Linked DNA regions of Pan troglodytes: region 2 is linked to region 1. Evidence: chromatin contacts called from public Hi-C data. All regions are on one chromosome and are shown on one strand. The core of a region is the stretch at or near the end of the contact, and the rest is flanking DNA. Distances in the headings are between cores, read along the strand shown.

What was found. A called contact is a pair of places that touch in the nucleus more often than the background predicts.
Region 2: a Hi-C map of stem cell-derived neural progenitor cells shows a contact between it and region 1, with 8 times the contacts expected there. The contact joins the enhancer-like site here to the promoter of IER5 in region 1. A contact is called at or near these places in 1 of 7 Hi-C or Micro-C datasets (stem cell-derived neural progenitor cells) and 1 of 1 datasets of contacts at active chromatin or transcription factors (stem cell-derived excitatory neurons).

Annotation. Positions count from the first base shown.
Region 1 is chr1:68,045,353-68,049,071 of NHGRI_mPanTro3-v2.0_pri, reverse strand. IER5 (immediate early response 5) reads left to right here and starts at 1,793. Exons shown (of 1, transcript XM_016933680.3): 1 at 1,793-3,719. The coding sequence starts at 2,008. The coding sequence ends at 2,991.
Region 2 is chr1:68,606,408-68,610,126 of NHGRI_mPanTro3-v2.0_pri, reverse strand. No RefSeq gene overlaps it. Among named protein-coding and RNA genes, the nearest start is that of ACBD6, 13 kb to the left of the region's middle. Within about 2 kb of position 2,061, at least 2 of the 24 cell types and tissues checked have an H3K27ac peak or open chromatin away from gene starts, as enhancers often do. A contact at or near this core is called in stem cell-derived neural progenitor cells, where this site is marked.

The DNA.
Region 1 (3,719 bases), core at 544-3,043:
TGATCTCAAGTGATCCGCCCACCTTGTCCTTCCAAAGTGATAGGATTACAGGCGTGAGCCACCACACCCGGCTGATTATTTTGTAATAAAAAAGACAGCAGCACAGAGAAGTGAAATAATTTTCCAGAGGCCATGCAGCAAGTGAAAGGTGAAGCTGGGATTCCAACCTAGGAAGCCAGCCTCCTCAGCCTGTGCTCTTAGCCATTGCTTTATAGTGACTAATAACTTGCAAAGAAAAAGAGAAGAGAAAAATTCTTGCGTCATTACTCAATATATGCTATTTGGTTTTGTAATTATTTGTGTCATTATTTTATCTCTTCCTCTACGTGGGCTGAAAATTCCTAGAGGGGAGGAACTCTGGGTCTCAGAGCCTGCTGTCTCAGTTACCATCAGTTGTGGGCACAGGTAATGCTATTGAGCCATCACATCCTCTGGAGATTGTGAATTGGTCATGATCAAGCCCACTCTTCACTGGTATTTTTCCTAAATAAATTCATTGCTTGACCAACCCCGGGGCAGGATCAGGCCCAGGGTTCCACATGGACTCCAAGAAAGCAGTGCTTAGTTTTCTCATTCAGATTGTGGCTGAGAAGTTGTCATTTATCGTCTGTACAATAAAGCAGATGTGTATGTGACTTCCCCCTTTTCAGCAGTGGAGACATTGAAGCGGCCTGAGGTTATTTACCCAGAGTCCTCAGGCAGGTCTGTGGTGGAGCTTCGGTGGAACTAACTGGAAGTGACTCCATGTTTCCAGTCCAGGACCCTGGGCAACCCCGTGGTAATTGTGTCCTGATATACTTATAAGGACCAGTAGATGGACTAAGTTGTTGACTGACCAGAAAATTCTGGAACTCCCTAGCACTATATTTTTACCTTGACACGAAATGAAATTATGACATCATCATGGGAACACAGGACTTCTTTCTTTTTATTTTCAGAACTTGCTCGATTTTTCCAAGGGTGGACTGGGTCAGTCCTTGTAATGGAAAAATGGAAATGAAAAAAAAAAGGAAAAAAAATCATTGTGGAGAACCTGTAACATCTTCCATTTAACTTATTTGATAACTGGGTTTGTTCTAGAATCTAGAGAACAAAGTGAAAGATGCCAGCTTTAGAGGACAACCAATAACTTTGTATCTAGACACGATTCCTTGATAAGAAGCCAAAAACCTAGCCAAAAACTTCTGGAATCCCCCTTTCCTTTGGGGTTAGAACTGACAGCTGCTAAGAGTGTATGTGACTCTAGCGGGGAAAGCGGCTCATCCAAAAATAATGATTGCCAAATACTTTGCAGTAATACTATTTGTTATCCAGGGGTGTCCTCCGCCGCGTATGGCCACCATCTCTATTTTTGCCAGGGTTGAGGGGGGTCGCTTACAGGTGTGGCCGGCCTGGAAACGGTGGCGTGGCTGGTGAGGGCGGAGTCGATCCGGGAAGGATCAGGACTTTATGGCAGAACAGAGTCCACCACCGTGTTCGGAAGAAAGTTCGAATATTTTGTTCGCTTTGGTTCCGGCAAGCCATCGCACAAGCCAGAATCTGTAACTCCAAACGGTAGCGCTCTCGAGCACCGTCCCCAACATTCACTCCCCACGGGCCTGGTCTGCGGCCGCAAGCCGTCGCCCCCTTTAAGAGCCTGCTCCGCGGGACTAACGTTCGAACGGGCCCTGGCGCCCCTCCTCGGGCTCCGATTGGCCGTGCGCGGCGCACGAGGGCGCGCCGGCCAGCCCCGGAACGGTTGGCGGCCCTTCGTGATTGGCGGTCGAGGAGCCTATATAAGACGCGAGGCTGCCGGGCTGCCCTGTTTAGCGACCGGACCCGAAACGGGGAAGTTGTCTTGTGTGGAGAGGTTAGTAGATCTGCGCGCGCGTCACCAGAGTCGTTTCTCTTCGGAGTCTTAGGTGATCGAGGGTGTGCCCAGGGGGCGGACTTGTTTGCGCCTCCCGTTCCCTCCCAATTTCCAAACGTGTCACCCCGGCGCCGACGGCCCTGTGCAGGGGAAGCAGGATGGAGTTCAAGCTGGAGGCTCACCGCATCGTCAGCATCTCTCTGGGCAAGATCTACAACTCGCGGGTCCAGCGCGGCGGCATCAAGCTGCATAAGAACCTCCTGGTCTCGCTGGTGCTGCGCAGCGCCCGCCAAGTCTACCTGAGCGACCCGTGCCCCGGCCTCTACCTGGCCGGTCCCGCTGGGACCCCGGCACCGCCACCGCAGCAGCAGCCCGGGGAGCCGGCGGCCGGGCCACCCGCCGGCTGGGGAGAGCCGCCCCCGCCCGCCGCTCGTGCCTCTTGGCCGGAGACCGAGCCGCAGCCGGAGCGCTCCTCCGTCTCAGACGCGCCGCGGGTAGGGGACGAGGTGCCGGTGGCCACGGTGACTGGAGTCGGGGACGTTTTTCAGGGCGGAGAGGCGGACGCGACGGAAGCTGCTTGGAGCCGCGTGGAGGGGCCGCGCCAGGCGGCAGCCAGAGAAGCCGAGGGTACCGCCGGAGGCTGGGGCGTCTTTCCTGAGGTATCTCGTGCCGCGCGCCGCCCCTGCGGCTGCCCCCTAGGCGGGGAGGACCCGCCGGGTACACCGGCCGCGACCCCCCGCGCTGCCTGCTGCTGCGCGCCGCGACCAGCCGAGGACGAGCCCCCCGCGCCGCCCGCGGTGTGCCCCAGGAAGCGCTGCGCGGCGGGGGTGGGCGGCGGCCCAGCGGGCTGCCCGGCGCCCGGCTCGACCCCGCTCAAGAAGCCCCGCCGGAACTTAGAGCAGCCGCCGAGTGGAGGAGAGGACGACGACGCGGAGGAGATGGAGACCGGGAACGTGGCTAACCTCATCAGCATCTTCGGTTCCAGTTTCTCGGGACTCCTACGGAAAAGCCCCGGGGGCGGCAGGGAGGAAGAGGAGGGAGAGGAGAGCGGTCCGGAAGCCGCCGAGCCCGGGCAGATCTGCTGCGATAAGCCGGTGCTGAGAGACATGAACCCCTGGAGCACAGCCATCGTGGCTTTCTGAGCCCTTGGCCCCCCTGCGGGGAGGAGGTGGAGCAGCGGGCGTCCCCGAAGTGAGGGCCAGGCCCTTCCCGGCTGCGAGGACGCCCAGAGACCGCGGGCGCTGAGCGCGTTGGGCAGACTGGTTGCCTCTGGGCATCGCAAACTGCCCCCGGGCGCATCTGGCTTATCTGGAGACCTGGGAGCTTGAGGCTCATTGGAAGAGGACGATCGTTAACTTTTGTGTTTGTGTATGTCTGTGTATGTAAGTTTGTCTTGTGGCATTAAGACTATTTTGCTCTTCTGGAATGCACCACTCCTTCCCCAGGGTTTAAGAGATTGGGGGCAGACAGGGACTTTCCTCTGCCGGCTGCGTGGAGAAGGAAGCGGCTAAAAGGTTTGGGTCGGGGAGTTCCCCATTCGTTCTCCGGGGAGGGAGGGACTTTACACCCACCCCTCACCGGAAAGCTAGACCCGCTTCAGGGCCAGGAGTGGCGTTTCCGCACAGGATTTCCTAAGACGAGAGGGATTTAGCCAAGAGCACAGACTTGGATTCCTTCTGTCCCTCCCCACCTTTCTCTCCCAATGAAGAAACGTTTATATCCTGTGATTACTCTAGGAAAGGGGCGTATTAACGGTCCTTTGCTTCCCCGCAGGGGAGAAAAAGCTTGACGAACTTCACAGAAGAGTTCAAGCTTGGAAATAATGGAGTTTATAGAGAAAAGATATATTTTTAAAAGCTCTAGGTCAGAA
Region 2 (3,719 bases), core at 812-3,311, 560 kb before region 1:
AGACATAATCTCCTAGGAAATCCATGACCTCTAATCCAACTCTTTAAGCACATTAGGAGGACTCTAGCATATAGGCAGATAAGCAGGTAGAGATATTAGACAGCATTATCTAATTTGCATAATCTGGAAGTTCATTTGACAACCTTCAAATAAAATAATTACAGAATTTTATTAAATGCACAAAAAGGAATCACAACAAGAAAACCAGAGTCTTGACCTTGGAGTCTTTGTGAAATCTGTATAATGAGCAAAATTTAATGAAAAACATCACATCTTCAAGTTCTCAGAAATAGGTATTTCCTACTAAAAATTAAGAAGAAGAAATGGGCCAGGCGTGGTGGCTCATGCCTGTAATCCCGGCACTGTGGGAGGCCAAGATGGGTGGATCGCTTGAGTCCAGGAGTTCAAGACCAGCCTGAGAAACATATCGCTACCCTGTCTCTACAAAAAATACAAAAATTAGCTGGGCGTGGTGGGATGCACCTGTGGTCCCAGCTACTCTGGAGGCTGAGGTGGGAAGATTTCTTGAGCCCAGGAGGTGGAGGCTGCGGTGAGCTGTGATAATGCCACTGCACTCCAGCCTGGGTGACAGGTTTCAGAGAGAAGGAGGAAGAAGAGGAGGAGGAGGGGGGGAGGAAGAGGAGGAGGAGGGGAGGAAGAGGAGGAGGGGAGGAGGAGGGGGAAATGGAAATGTCATTAACTTTGAAACCCCCTCAGCAGAGGCTGTTTGATGATGATGGACAACTTAACCCAGCATGAATAAGAAAGACTTCTGGGAAATGCGTTTGTGGGTTTACAAACTGACTTTAGAGATGTTATTTATCATTACATGATACAAATATAGGGGTAAATCAAATGCCACAAAGCCAAATAGGATTAGATTATAAAAGCCTAGCATTCTCTTAGACACCAGTCCTGAAGAGATTTCATTGTGCTTGATAAGTATGGAACCACTGAGGAAGGCAAAATTGGTGGACTCAATTAAGGGCATAGTGGCTAGCTGACTTCTGTCCACATTTGCAACATTTTTGTTGCTGTAAATGCAGTAGCTATTATATTAAATGTGTTCAGTGTGTATTTATTAGTAAATATATTTTTAAATTTTCATATTTTGACTTTCTAAAAATTAATCAACAATAACTTGTTAAATGCTGATACTGATCTTTCAGGTAATGTAATACAGTAAAAAGTACACAGACTGGGGAGTCTGATATCATCCTTGCCATTAAGTAACCTAAATTTTAGTTGGAAAAACAAAATTAGTGCTCATGATACAATTAGAAAATCCAGCAAGACTAAAATTAAGTACTAAATTTTGTGGTACAAACTGAAGTTAAATAATAATAGGATTTTTTAAGCTGGATATCCTCTCCATAAAAAGGTCTCAGTTGAGCCCCATTATTTTCCAGAAGAGGCCCCTAAATATTAGGTGACTTGCCTTAGGCCTTACATTTAGGTGAGTGACCAAGTGGATCTAACTCCCAGGTCTTCTAAGGAGTGTGGGCCTTTCATATCTACTAAAACACATTCTGCTCAATTGGCAGAAGGTGCTATTGAACTATTTGCAGATGCATTTGCAGTAAAGTTTTTTTTTTTTTTTTTTTTTAGAGACAAGGTCTCATTCTGTCATCCAGACTGGAGTGTAGTGACAAGATCATAGCTCAATGTAACTTTAAACTCCTGGCCTCAAGCGATGCTCCCGCCTCAGCCACCCAAAGCACTGGGATTACAGGCATGAGCCACTGAACCTGGCCTGAAGTAAAGATCTTTAAGGAAAGTCTCCCTGAACTTGAAGCTAAGAAACTGAAATTTTTTTATCCATTTCTGCAATATTTTTCTGGTTTCAGTTACTGGTTTGAAGAACAAAGGGCCTCAGTAAGACAGAATATATAATTTTATATTGTGCCTTCATAAAATATAATTTCTTTGCATGAAAAATGAGTCCCGTGAGTTTGAATTCCACTCTGGGTGGTTCAGGATTCCGGATATCCATCGTCTTCTGGGCACTGCCGGAGTGCAAGTGGAATATACATATTGACCAGATGATGGCGGCATGGAGCTAGGTTTGGGTTCTGCCCGTGTAACGGGCTGGCTGGATTATCTTTGTTCTTTGGGTCCTTAGGCTTAGGAAAGAGAGGCCTTGCACGTTGTATGGCACAGTAAATGGAACAAATTGTTTATGTAATTATATCTTTATTTTAAACAGCAGCCAAACCCTAATTGTGTTTCTTCTTTAGACTTAGAACCCAGGAACTGAGAGTAAAGACGAAAACAGGCTTTGTTAAGATGTGCTTGGTTTTAAAAAACATGCTCTGACAAGTCCACTTACTATTCTGAATGTTGTAACAATGAGAAATAAGGGTCATACAGTATAGGCTGAGATCAACTTAGCTCTGAACCTACATCATTACTCCCTTTGGATTGTTGTTTTTGCTTTTGTTTGGATTTTCTTTCCTTATGTATATATTAACATTTTTACCATTCCCCAGTTCCTGTGCCTCACCCTCTTCTCCCAAATATTTTGGGGAACTTTAAATTTAAAATTGACATTCTAAAATATGCACAAGAAGATGAAATGTTTAGCATGTATATGTTAACATATGTTTACTAAAGTTTAAAAACTGCAAATGAAAATATACTAAAAACTAAAATTTTTTATATGCTAAATTTTCTTTAAGTTTGTATTCATCAAAATATCCCTTCTTTGTTGATACTAATGTCCACAGCTGAGTATCATCCTGGGAAAAAACCACAGCTTTGATTAATTTTGTGGCATTTATGTTTGAAAGAGTTAATCAGACATCAGTCTTCAAAAGCTGGGAATGGTTTTTATCATCAAGAAAATCTGGTCAGGCATACACAATCAGATATAAACAATTTTGTTTATTTTACCTTAAGAACAGGAAATAACATTCAAATGGTTCTGAAGACATTCAAAAAATGTCTTTAGATTAAAAATAAAATTACCCATTTATTTTTCTGGTTGAAGTCTGATTATAAGTTTTAAATTTCTATTGCTTCAAATGTCATATGACTATGAATACCTTTAGGCCGTTATTTTGGCTGTAGAATTAAAGCTCTTTTCCCTCATCCTCCAGATGAGTCAAGAAAATAGTAACGTTTATTTGAGTGCATCAAATATGGCTTTGAAGTGACAGCACTTTAAACCTTACAGGCAGATATACCATCACACACACACACACGCACACACACACACACACACAGAACACTGGTTCTTTTAATTGGCCTGAATATTGATGTTTCTGCTTCTGATGTTTTTTTCATGATAACTTGTTTTTTTAAATAAACCATTATGAAAATTCTCAAACATATAGAAAAGTTGACAGAATAGTAAATGATCACTCATATTGAACTCACTTCCTGAATTCAACAATTGTTAACATTTTGCCACATTTGCATTATCTATCTACCAATATTTTTGATAAATGACTTGAAAATAAGTTGCAGACATTATGATATTTCAATCCTGAATTCTGTAGTATGTATCTTCTAAAAATAAATTCTATTATAGAGCCATAATATGACATTATCATACCTAAGAAAATTGACAAATATCATCTAGAATGCAGTCCTTTGTATTCAGATTTCCCATATTTCTTTTTTTGGGGGGCGGGGATGGAATTTCGCTCTTGTTGCCCAGGCTGGAGTACAATGGCGTGATCTCAGCTCACTGCAACCTCCACCTCCCAGGTTCAAAT